2 separate regions of the Sus scrofa genome follow, and region 1 is linked to region 2. The links are chromatin contacts, called in public Hi-C maps. All regions are on one chromosome and are shown on one strand. The core of a region is the stretch at or near the end of the contact, and the rest is flanking DNA. Distances in the headings are between cores, read along the strand shown. Region 1 has its middle 40 kb from the start of RFPL4B. Region 2 overlaps LAMA4 (laminin subunit alpha-4).

The links. Hi-C and Micro-C count contacts between places; a contact is called where the count stands out from the background.
Region 1: a Hi-C map of fetal skeletal muscle shows a contact between it and region 2, with 2.3 times the contacts expected there. The contact joins two enhancer-like sites. A contact is called at or near these places in 1 of 5 promoter capture datasets (liver), 13 of 47 Hi-C or Micro-C datasets (brain, embryonic fibroblasts, epiblast stem cells and 7 more) and 1 of 2 datasets of contacts at active chromatin or transcription factors (skeletal muscle).

Annotation. Positions count from the first base shown.
Region 1 is chr1:78,269,521-78,275,880 of Sscrofa11.1, reverse strand. No RefSeq gene overlaps it. Among named protein-coding and RNA genes, the nearest start is that of RFPL4B, 40 kb to the left of the region's middle. Within about 2 kb of position 1,315, at least 13 of the 83 cell types and tissues checked have an H3K27ac peak or open chromatin away from gene starts, as enhancers often do. A contact at or near this core is called in fetal skeletal muscle and skeletal muscle, where this site is marked.
Region 2 is chr1:78,074,546-78,080,885 of Sscrofa11.1, reverse strand. LAMA4 (laminin subunit alpha-4) reads left to right here. Exons shown (of 41, transcript XM_013992761.2): 37 at 140-299; 38 at 2,283-2,413; 39 at 4,039-4,132; 40 at 4,611-4,730. Among named protein-coding and RNA genes, the nearest start is that of FAM229B, 29 kb to the right of the region's middle. Within about 2 kb of position 3,540, at least 6 of the 83 cell types and tissues checked have an H3K27ac peak or open chromatin away from gene starts, as enhancers often do. A contact at or near this core is called in fetal skeletal muscle and skeletal muscle, where this site is marked.

The DNA of each region.
Region 1 (6,360 bases), core at 66-2,565, 200 kb before region 2:
ACCCCCATCCCTGCTTGTCTCTGGTGCCAACGTGCTTCCCTCGCCAACACTCCCTCCAAGCTGTAACTCTAGGTGTTGGCAGTTCCTTATGAAATTGGGCCACATCTCTGGCTGGCCTCAGCTGGCACTGTTGTGTCACATTCTTACGTTCCTCAATATGAGATTCCCCTAGAGACACTTGCTCCCAAACTCTAACTTCCTTGGCTACTTAGTAGCCCTGCAACATGTATATGTAGAAACTTTTCAGTATCTCTTGAAAGGGACCACATGTCAATGGAGGGTTAGAAATTCAAGTGACCTCTCCACCTGAGAGTTCCTTCTCCAACATGCAAGTACATGTACTTGCACATCTGCACGTGCACGCACACACACCTAGCCCCTCAGTGGTAGTACATCAACTCTGCTAACTAGGCAGACATTCAACCAGGGAATGAAGTGTCAGTCTGCCTTTCTTTAGCTGCCTCCCAAGACAGAAATGATTCCATTAGATCTCTTTCTCTTGCCTTCAGGAAAGGAGGTGAAGAGAGGAAATGACCCCTTCACTACCCACAAAGGCTTTTCTTCTCAATTTTATTACATCATCAGGGGATGAGAGAGAGTGGAGCAGTAACACCAGGTTTGCTGGAATAATCCATCTCAGGAAAGCCTCCAAAGCAATAGCAGGTCCCAGTAGCTGCCATTCTCAGGGCTTAGAACTTGGGGGACGATCTCAGCTCTGGGTCTCACTGATGAGGATGGGAGAACAGAAAATTGCACCCAGGCCCTGATGTTGCACTGTTACAAGATTAAGAAATTAATACCAAGAGAATGGAAGATGTTTGCCCAATATCAAATAAGAGCTGTGATTTTAAATACCAACACCATGCTCTTTCCACTGGTTCCTGATAAGTCAACTTACCTACCTACCCATAACCTGAAAGCTTTTGAGGATGATGACTCCAGGAAAATGAGAGGGATCAGACACATTTTGCAAGCACAGCCACCAGTTTATCTCAGTGACTACGTCTATGTGCTTTTTACAAATTGATATGATTAGCCACAGTGCTGAATGCTGAGCCTAACTCATTCGCCACTTACAAGCATTTCAGCGTGTTATGTTTCTTTAAGAGAAAAAATAGAATTCACTCCCCATTATCCACAGTATCCATTACTTCACAGATTTGACTGGTGGAACACTGGGGCAAATGCTAAAGTGCATTAATACAACCAGCAAGGAAATGGGGAAGAACTTTCCTTGAGAACACTGTTCTACATACTCAAGACATTCTAACCTGTAGCCACAGACAGCTACACTTAAGCTCCCTGTGCCTTCAGAAAGATCAAGCTGGAGATCATCTTAAGTAAACATTTATTTTTACTTAAGGTCTATACAAGCAAAGGGAGATAGACTGTTTCACCATTAGCTAAAGCATTTGGTTCATCTCCAAGGAACAAACCAAGATCCTTTGCAGACATGTTTAGAGGTAGGACACTGAGCATTTACTTAAATCTTCAAGTTACTGAATATTTATGCAATCTTTCATTTTACTGGGGATTAGAGAGTCTGCCTACATGGAAATACAACTCTGAGAAAGCCAGGCCAGAGCTATGACCAGGAGGTCCATAAATACCACTGGGTCAAATGAAGGTGCTTTAGAGGCAATTCAAGTCAAACATTACTTCAGCAAACAAGTATTTGGTGAGCACCTGCTCTGTGCTGAGCTCTGTGCAGGGGTTGTAAATCATGACTCAGTATAACTTCTCTGTGAGCCAGAAGGATTTTCTATTTACTTTCCTCTAAAGGCACAATGCAGAGATGTTGTGGTTTGGCCAAACTCTCAATGCTTTGTTCATCCTTGTTATTGCACTGATCCATGCTGCTAGGTCCAAGATCTTTGGTGCTTTCCAGATGGGATGTTGGCTTTCCCTCTTTTGATATAATCCATTTTGAGCTGGCACCAGCTTGGAAATCCTTGCTTGCCTCACTTAATTGAAATGTTAGTCCAGTTCCCTATCTAGGTTTGTTTTTGTTTGTTTGTTTAGGTTTTTTTTTTTTTTTTGTAAATAATGGAGGAAAGGAAAAAAAGCAGGAAGAAAGGGAAGCTAAGGTTAATTCTAGCCCCTTGGTTTATAGTCTTAATCCATGGCATTCTGAAGTGGATTTAACATGCCCTTCTCCAGATGCTCCATTTTGCATGCTAAGGAGTCCCAAAGAAATGTTCAAGCACCACTACCAAAGTATCTCATTGTGGTCAGATGATGCATTTCCCTTATTTATAAGTGTGTCTTCTTCCCCCTTGACAAGAGGTCAATATTTAATGGATGAATGGAAAAATAAACAAATGTCCAAAGAGGCAAGCTCGGTGTTTTAAGTGCCTGCTCGCAGGAGCTAATGACCCATGACACCTGAGGAAAAAAGACAAAGGCACAAAGAAAAGGTTCAGCAGAGGGGTAGAGCTGCTCAGACACAACATTATTGGCCAGGGGATAATCTCTAGATTTATAACATTTAAAGCATGCAGCAGAAACAATAGAGGCTGTGAAACCTAGATCTTTCCTATGACTTGGAATAATGAAAATTTAACCAACTTCCTTCGTAGAATGAGCTCAGTCCTGTTTAATACAAAGAACCAAGCTATTCTTTCATTAGACATAAGATCAAAAAATAACAACACAGAAAGTAGAAGAGAGAAGATAAGCAGTGGGGAAAGGGAAAGGGAGGTAGGAGGAAGAGAGGAGGAGAGACTGAGAGACACACAGAGAGACGCAGGTGGGGGCAAAGAGAGAGAGACTAATTTCTTCCCCTAGAGCTAACCTGGGGATATAGACTCATTAAATAGAGAGTGTGTCTCTACTTGAGAGATGGCATTAGGCTTGAAATAATGCCACGAATAAGACATCAATTTTCTGCTAGTGCCACTATGAAAAGATGAAGAGTTTCCCATGGTTTGGGGCAGCTTAGTGATAACCAGGAATCTGCAGTCTGTTTGCCAAGTTTATTTCAGAAATGGACAAGGGATGAAATGAAACAAAAAAATTTATGTTCCCCTTTGGTCCCCAGCTGAAACATCAAGCTCCACTGTGAGAGATGAATGCACTCTCGTTCCCTGGAGTGTTCTGTTCTCAAGAATAAGTGCTTGCCTGCTCCAGGAGAACGGTATTTGGTAGAAAATGCAACTGTGTGTAATCCAACTAATGGACATCATTACAATGTCTGTGTTTCACTTTAAAATACTTCAGTACAAACAGCGAGTGTTAAAGTAAAGCCTTAGGCGTAGCGCGTTGTCCTAAGCAGAAATTCCTACCACCGGGATTGTCAGTAAGCTACTTAGTGGTTAAGTGTAAATCCACACTCCAGAGGAGGCTAGAACAAGCCTCCTTTTCTCCAGCCACACCAGAGACTTAGGAAATTAGTGTAATGAATATTAGGAATGGGCTTTCAGTGGTGAAACTAATGGCAACCTAGATATACAGAGAAGATGAAATAAGTTTCAAGAGACTCTCCGCCTATAATAAAAACTTAACCTGATCTGTAGACTGTTGCCCTGTGTCCTATATCAGCTGAAAGTTCACAAGACTTCTGTTTGCCTGACATAACCTATTGGGATAACAGAATCCTGCCACCAGGAAATCAGTGTGTCTGCCTCAATTAAACCTTCCATGTGATGGGTAGTTAAACCACTTAACGTCAGAGAGCTAGGACCTCCTCAGCCTTAAAGAGTAGGATAAGCTGGCCTGGACCTGCTTAGTAATAAATGTCAATGATCATCTATATGTGACTCAAAATTTTGTTTGAGAATTTCTTTTTTTTTTTTTTTTTATTTTCCCACTGTACAGCAAGGGGGTCAGGTTATCCTTACATGTATACATTACAATTACATTTTTCCCCCACCCTTTCTTCTGTTGCAATATGAGTATCTAGACAAAGTTCTCAATGCTATTCAGCAGGATCTCCTTGTAAATTTCTTTCATCATCGCTTCATATCAAGGTGATGAGAAAAGAGCATCAAACCGTGGGAATCTCCTATTATCTACCAAAACTAATTTAAGAGTTGGGCATTTCCAAAATGGCCTGGCTCAATCTGCTATAGACAATCAAGTTGAACAGTAAGAGCTGCTGCTGCTTTCAAATTTGTCTCAGATATGGTATGTTCAGCTCAAAGAGAGTTCCCTGGAGCAGCAGGCTGCTCAGCCTGAATGGTAACAATTCTGGCTGCTTATTATGGAGACTATCCCTGCTGTGACTTTGGCCTAACCCTCATGGTTGCTGAAATGAGTTGCCTCATGCCACAATGGCCAGTTGGTTCCCAGTAATGAACATTGCTTTCAGCACTTCAAGGCTGCTTTTATTTCCTATACTACAAGATTTATATGGCCAATCTCTCTCTCTCCCCCGCCCACCTCTCCCTTTCTGTCTCTCTCTCTCCATATGTATACATACATGTACCTAGGATATTAATGGGGAAGATTAGGAATAATGAGGGAGATCAGTGTACATTTTAGACAGAATGTATCCCACCATAATGAGCACTGGCTCCCAAGAATGACAAACGTGCAATTAACAGTTCAATATTAAACCATTTTAAACACACAGCAGCAACATAGCTTGTGTTCAACAAATAAATTCTTAGCTGAGACTGAATAGTAACTTTGAAAGAGAAATAATCCAGAGTGTTTGATTCAAAATTTGGAAGGTTCAATGAGGGCACACAGGCTCATCACAACTAACATTTTTTTTTTTTTTTTTTTTGTCTTTTTGTCTTTTCTAGGGCCACATCTGTGGCATATGGAGGTTCCCAGGCTAGGAATCAAATCGGAGCTGTAGCTGCTGGCCTACACCACAGCCATAGCAAATTGGGATCCAAGCTGCATCTGCAACCTACACCACAGCTCATGGCAATGCCAGATCCTTAACCCACTGAGCGAGGCCAGGGATCAAACCCGCAACCTCATGGATCCCAGTTGGATTCGTTAACCATTGAGCCATGACAGGAACTCCACAACTAACGCTTTTAAGCATGTTTCCTTAGAGGGTCTCATTTTACCAAGAGTTTTCATTTCTTAATTTCTAAAGCATTGCTCTGCTCACTTAGCAGTGCTTGATTAGCAGATGAGTAATTGAAGAATAAAAATTCCTGGAAAAAAAAAAAAAAGGAGTTCCCGTCATGGCTAAGTGGTTAACGAATCCGACTAGGAACCATGAGGTTGCGGGTTCGATCCCTGGCCTTGCTCAGTGGGTTAACGATCCGGCGTTGCCATGAGCTGTGGTGTAGGTCGCAGACACGGCTCGGATCCTGTGTTGCTGTGGCTCTGGCGTAGGCCAGCAGCTACAGCTCTGATTAGACCCCTAGCCTGGGAACCTCCATATACCATGGGAACAGCCCAAGAAATGGCAAAAAACAACAACAACAACAAAAAAAAAATCCTGGAGTTCCCGTTGTGGCTTAGTGGAAATGAATCCGACTAGCATCCATGAGCTTGTGGGTTCGATTCCTGGCCTCACTCAGTGGGTTAAGAATCTGGCATTGCCATCATGAACTGTGGTGTAGGTCACAGACGCAGCTCAGATCTGGTGTTGCTATGGCTGTGGTGTAAGCTGGCGACTAGAACTCTGAATACCACCCCTAGCTTGGGAACCTCCATATGCCACCAGTGTCACCCTAAAAAAAAAAAAAAATTCATTTGTTTGGTCCTCCAGTATGAAAGGACAAAGCCCAAAGGAAAGTGACATTTTGATCATATCTTCCTTCAAATCCAAATCATAGAGGTAGACATTCTAACAATTAACTAGTCCTACAAAAACTATAAATTAAATTTATGTAAAGAAGTCAGATTATGAAGAAGATAGAAAGTTTGAGGGGAACAACCTAAATGTCCATCAACAGATGAGTGGATTAAGAATATATGGTACATATACACAATGGAATACTACTCAGCCATAGAAAAGAACAAAATAATGCCATTTGCAGTAACATGGATGGAACTAGAGACTCTCATACTAAGTAAAGTCAGCCACAAAGAGAAAGACAAATACCATATGATATCATTTATATCTGGAATCTAATATATGGCACAAATGAACTTTCCACAGAAAAGAAACTCATGGCATGGAGGACAGACTTGTGGTTGCCAAGGGGGAGGGGGAGGGAGTGGGATAGACTGGGAATTTGGGGTTAATGGATGCAAACTATTGCCTTTGGAATGAATAAGCCATGAGATTCTGCTGTATAGCACTGGGAACTATATCTAATCACTTATGGTGGAGTATGTTAATGTGAGAGAAAAGAATATATATATGTATGTGTGACTGGGTCACCTTGCTATACAGTAAAAACCTGACAGAACACTGTAAACCAGCTATAATAGAAAAAAATAAAAATA
Region 2 (6,340 bases), core at 2,291-4,790:
ATCGATTGTTCAGATAGCTGAGATAACTAAGACAAGAAATGACTTGGTTTCTCGCAATACTTAAACTCCTTCATTTTGTTTCTCTTTGGTGGATCTGTGAGTGTTGAGAAAATGGATTTTAAGAAGTGTCTTCTTTCAGATAAACTCCGTCTACAGTTTCAGTGGCTGCCTCAGCAATCTCCAGCTCAACGGAGCCTCCATCTCCTCTGCTTCTCAGACATTTAGCGTGACTCCTTGTTTTGAAGGTCCAATGGAAACAGGAACATATTTTTCAACAGAAGGGGGATATGTGGTTCTAGGTAACCATGACTTATTTTAAAACATGAATCATGAAGTCTTTCCTGAAGTGGCTAACAGGGATATTGGGCTCAAAGTTAAAACCAGAATGCCGAACTCACTCAGCCCTAAAATGGCCTCTTTCCATAAGGACCCCCTTTCTCCTCCCCTACCCTCTGAACCAGACACATGTACATGCCCGTCTCCATTTACTTTCCAAGCCAGTGTTTCTCTGCAGCTGCCAAGCCTCTGGAGGTGGAGCATCTTGGCTCCATCAGAATTTCCTAGGCTGTACCATGGTCTAATCTGTGTTGGCTCTTGGCCACTTCACTCTCTAGGTCTTTTTCTTCTCCCTCTAAACATCACCTACTGTCGCTACTAAAGGAAGTTCTATTTCCTCCTCCTGCCAGCAACTCCAGCAGACAACACTGTCCTTAAGAAATTTTATTTCTGGATTTTCATTCTCCTCAACTGTTACTCTCTTGCTCATTCAACAAAGGTTATTGTATTGTATGTCTCTGGTATGACAGTCCCTATGTCAGGTGAAGAAACATAATAGTTCTAAAAATAAATAGATAAAATCCTAACACAGAGTTCCCGTCCTGGCTCAGCAGAAACAAATCTTATTGGTATCCATGAAGATTCAGGTTAGATCCCTGGCCTCACTCAGTGGATTAAGGATCTGGCTATTTCCATGAGCTGTGGTGTAGGTGGCAGATGTGGCTCAGATCCCAAGTTGCTGTGGCTGTGGCATAGGCCGGCAGCTACAGCTACGATTCGACCCCTAGCCTGCAAACCTCCATATGCCACAGATGTGGCCCTAAAAAGACAAAAAAAAGCATTCTAACAGACTACATGCAATCACCATCCGGTCCATCCCAACAGCATTCTATAGAGCAACCATTAGGTATGAGGAAGGCAGCAGAACAGATGCTGGGAAAGAAGATAGGAGTGTATAAAACCACATGTTCTCTGCCCTCAAGATCCCAAGTGAAGACATTACAATGCAGCCAAGTGTACTTTCTTAAACCACACCATGTCCAGTAGAATAACCAGAGGTAATATTTCCTCTCCTTGTCAACCTCATGATTTTTCTCTTCTTTCTCCTTCTTTATCCCTACCAAAACACCCGTAGGCACACTTCTCAGCCCTTCATTGAATTTTGATGATAAGAACTCAAAGGCTCAGACAGTTCCAAAAGCATAGCAACCTGCACAATTTATGTTCTCAGTAAACGTTAACTAATAGCAGGAAAAATTAAAAAGTGATTTATAAGGAGACATGTCAAGTGAATATTATTAAGATGCCCCGGTTTGCAATGAGTCTTTTGGAGTGAACAGAGCTATTCTAAAGGAAAATTCATTTTCTTGCATCACTGCAATAGCAGCTCCTAACTGTTTTTGCTGATCTTTCTCCTTCCTCCCAAATGTGCTGCAGCACTGGCATGAGTTACCTTTCCTAAGTATTATTTTAAATACAGATCTGATCAAGTCAGCTCCCTTGCTCAGTGATTGCAAAGCGAAGTCTACCATCCATACCGGATCCCTAGGGCTCTTCCCAGTGTGGCTTCCACTGGCCTTCCCCACTCACCATGTCTCCCTCTACACTTGCAGGGGACAGTCCAGCCAAACTGGCCTCTGCATTGCTCTCCTAATCCAGCCTCAGTACTTGTGTTCAGACTACTTTTTCTTCCCAATTTGCTCTTTCCACCTTCTCACTTTTGAAATATTTTAAAAAATGGTCCTGCTACTTGGAATCAATTTCTCATCCCCCGAGTTCCCATAGCCATGCTGTTCCCAAACCATGCCCCACAAAAGGAGTGATATACCAGTTATCTCAGACCCCCACAAAGCTTTCCATGGTGTGTTTGACATGGAAAATGATACTTCCTACTTAACTACTGAAAATTTCATCAAACTTTCAAAAAATGAGCAATTACAAAATCACACCATGGTTAAAAATTTTGGATTGCTGTTCTTAAGAACTAATAGTGTTTCTCTCCACAGATGAGTCTTTCAATATTGGATTGAAATTTGAGATTGCATTTGAAGTCCGTCCCAGAAGCAGTTCTGGAATCTTTGTTCATGGCCACAGTGTCAACGGGGAGTACCTAAATGTTCACATGAAAAATGGGCAGGTAGTGTGTTAGAAATTACTTTGTCTGTTTCCTATGATCTTGGATTCTAGACCCGGAGCAGGTTTATTTCACAGAATTATTTCTTTTTTCTTTCTTTTTTTCTGCTTTTTAGGGCCGCACCTGCAGCATATGGAGGTTCCCAGGCTAGGGGAAAAATTGGAGCTACAGATGCTGGCCTACACCACAACCACAGCCACACCAGATCCAAACCACATTCACAACCTACACCACGGCTCACGGCAACGCTGGATCCTTAACCTACTGAGCAAGGCCAGGGATCAAACCCTCATCCTCATGGTTTCTAGTCAGATTCATTTCTGTTACACCATGGTGGGAACTCCAGTTTCACAGAATTATTTCATCAAACTTTCCTAACGGGGGGAGGGGGAACAAAAATGTTATAAGGAAGCTATACATTAAATTTAAATGCAGATAATATTTGGATTCAGATTCATATGCTGGAAATTGACTTGATTAGAGCAGGGAGCCAAGAAAATATGGCAAAGCTTAAAAAAAGGTTACTAATAATTAAAGGATTTCAACAAAAGAATTGGAAGAGAACTTTTAGAAGTGGAAGCAGCAAACATATTCAGCTCTCAAAACCAGTAAATACTAAAACATCTATCTTCCTGTCTATAATGTGTATACCAGATGTGTATATGTAATTATATATATATTGTATATGCTTTATGTAATGTATATAATAACATACACATACATATTTTCAACTGCTAAAAATTTAAAAATTCTAATTAAATATTACTTTCATCCTTAAATAATATTACTAAAAAACATTCATGAAAGTATTCAAATAAATGTGAAGGAAAAAATAACATTTTCAATGAAGTCACTAACTTAATATAACTATTTTTATTTGAGTTCCAGTATATTCTATTAAACCATGTAAGAATAAAACAAACCCCTATACTATGTTTACTGTGTATCAGAAACTATTCTAAATGCTTTATGAGTTGATCCATATAAAGTTGCTCCTCAAAGTAGGTATTATAATTTTCACTTTTATTTACAAACGAGAAAATAGGGCACAGAGTGAGTAAGTGGGGGCCCTGGGATATGAGCCCAGGCAGACTGGTTCCAGAGTCCATGTTTTTCATCAGTACTTGAACCTGCTTGGTATGATACATTCCATCTTTAAGATGAAAGAAATTCATTCCTTTATCTTACTGTTCCTCTGCCCCCTCCTCTTTCTTGTGTCATTATTTCATTCTCTCTCTGAGAAATAGTTTAAACTTTCTAGGAGCTCCCACTGTGGCACAACAGGATCGTCAGTGTCTTGGAAGCGCTGGGGCAGAGGTTTGATCCCCGGCCCAGCACAGTGGGTTAAAGATCCGGCATTACCACAGCTGTGGCTTAGGTTGAGACCATAGCTTGGATCTGATCCATGTCCTGGGAGCTCGATATGATACGCCGTGGGGTAGCCGAAAATGAAAAAACACAAACACTTTGGATAGCCTACTCAAGAGTGACCCCTTGTGTTCAAATTGCAAAGCTAATCATGTCTGGATGTTAAAGTACTGCTTCCTTGTGGTGATTTTAAGAAATTTTGTTTTATCACAATGAGGAGAAATGAAATGAAATTCTGTAATGTGCTCTGTCTTTTGCAGGTCATAGTGAAAGTCAACAATGGCATCAGAGACTTTTCCACTTCAGTGGCACCCAAGCAAAGTCTCTGTGATGGCCGTTGGCACAGAATTACAGGTGAGAAAAGCTGAGTGTAGTGTCCTGGGTTTCATTTATAGTCAGCCCTCACACCCACCTTTGGAATGATGGCTTGGCATAACTTAAACTGTACCTTATATGACAGAATAGGTGATAGATGACAGTCTAAAAGTGGTCAAGAAAAGCATATCAAATGTTACTGTACTAAAATGTGTATGTTAAATCTACATGTGATTTGAAAATATCAGTGCTGCCAAAATAGTCTTAGGGAGTTGTTTGAATAATGCATAGCTTATGGAGCAAAAAAATGTAGCAGAAAGACTCTCCTAAATATTCTCCCTTTCAAAGGAAAATGTTACAGTGATTGTTTGGTTAACATTGAGTTTACAATGATTAGAAGAAAGTGTGGGATTTATTCTGGAATAAATAAAAGCCATTTCTATAATAAATCATTCCCTTTCATGTGAAAATTAATCACTCCAGTGCCACTTATGACACTCTTTTCCCTGTATTTCAGTTATTAGAGATTCAAATGTGGTTCAGTTGGATGTAGACTCTGAAGTGAACCACGTGGTTGGACCTCTGAATCCAAAACCAGTTGATCACAGGGAGCCTGTGTTTGTTGGAGGTGTTCCAGGTAAGAGTTACCATAAGTGACAAGTTTCCCCCAAAGAAACAGTAAGTTCTCATAATTGTTATTATAGTATTAAGAACTTAGCTATATGTTTTCATAATTCACCTAATAACCAAAGGATTTTACACACAATGTCCTTTCATAGGAAAAAGTATACTGACAATTGTTAAAACTTATCCAAGAATCAAAACAAAGTAACACATAAGAACTATACCCCAGCATTCTGACCAGTAGAAACTACTCTCCCTGTGCCATATATGCTTAATTTTTTCTCTTTTCCCTTTATATGCCCTCCTCACATACCCACAGTGAAACATCTGCTCTATTTTATCTCTAACACAAAGAAAACTTATTTACCAATACTGCTCTAGGATCTGAGAACCTTGGAGGACTGAAAGATTGCTAATAATTGTTCTCCTTCCATCCTAAGAGAGAATACACAGTTCTTTCCATCCAGGACCAATCTGAAGTGTGAAAACAGCTGCAGACCATAAGTTCTGTTGTTCTTAGGTAGTGACATTCCCTAAGAGAGGATCCCAGCTGCAGTTCTATAAACATCATCAGTAACATCACTGTTGTCATCTGCCAAGAATGGTGTATAATTCAGGATGGTGACAGGACACTTCTGGACTCCCCACAATTTGTTTAAACCTCTGAAGCAGGGACCATGACCTTATGTTGAAAGTGTTTGTTTCACACACTTCATTAACTTGGAAAAACTGAATAATAAAGCTAGCAGGAAGGAAAATCAAGCTTGTACATCTGGAATTCAGTGGAGATTTTAAGGAAAGACTTACCATGGTTTTTCCTTGCCTCCTAACTAGACCATTTTAGACTGACCCACGTAAACACAAATAATGCTTTAATTAAGAGAGTGAGAGAGTTTAAGCATCTGTCCACTCTTGGATACCTGCAAAATAGTAAAAAACCAAGCACCACTCTGCTTTGTAATGTGAATTTTTCAAACTCAAGTATAGACAGTAACAGTCACACTTATGAAATATTTGTGACTCTCAGAAAGCAGCCCTTCCTCTCCTTTCCTTCCACTCTCCACCTGCACCTCCATTCCTCAGTCGTCTCCTGCCCTTGGCTTCAGTTCTGGACTTGGTGCAGGTACAGTGTGGAAGGTATGCCTCATCACTTCTTCCATTTTTGCACATTGCTTTCTTCCTGGAAATCACGACTGAGTTTAAAATATGTACAGGTTCTCAGGGGCCTGCAGGATCAAATTCAGCCTAGCATACATGGTCCTGATCTTCTGGCCCCTCCTTACCCCTGCCTCTAAGGTAACCCCCCTCCTCCGGCCCCGGCCCTGAACCTTCTGGGCCTTGCAGTTCTCTGAATATTCGATGATGGTCTCTTTGTTCCAGGCCTTTACACAAGTGCACAGGGCCTCAGTTTCTGGAAAATGTTTTTCTTTCTTCTCTCCCTCCCTGTACCTTTTCAAGGAACAGCTTGTCCCACTCCTCCCCCAACTTTACTCCTATTGACCAAGTTTAGGATCCAGCTCAGACTTCTTACAGCCCCTGTCACACAGGATGTACTATGCATACCAGTTTTGTAGCACATCCCACAGAATATCGTGGAAGCTAAATAGTTCCCTTGCTCCCGGA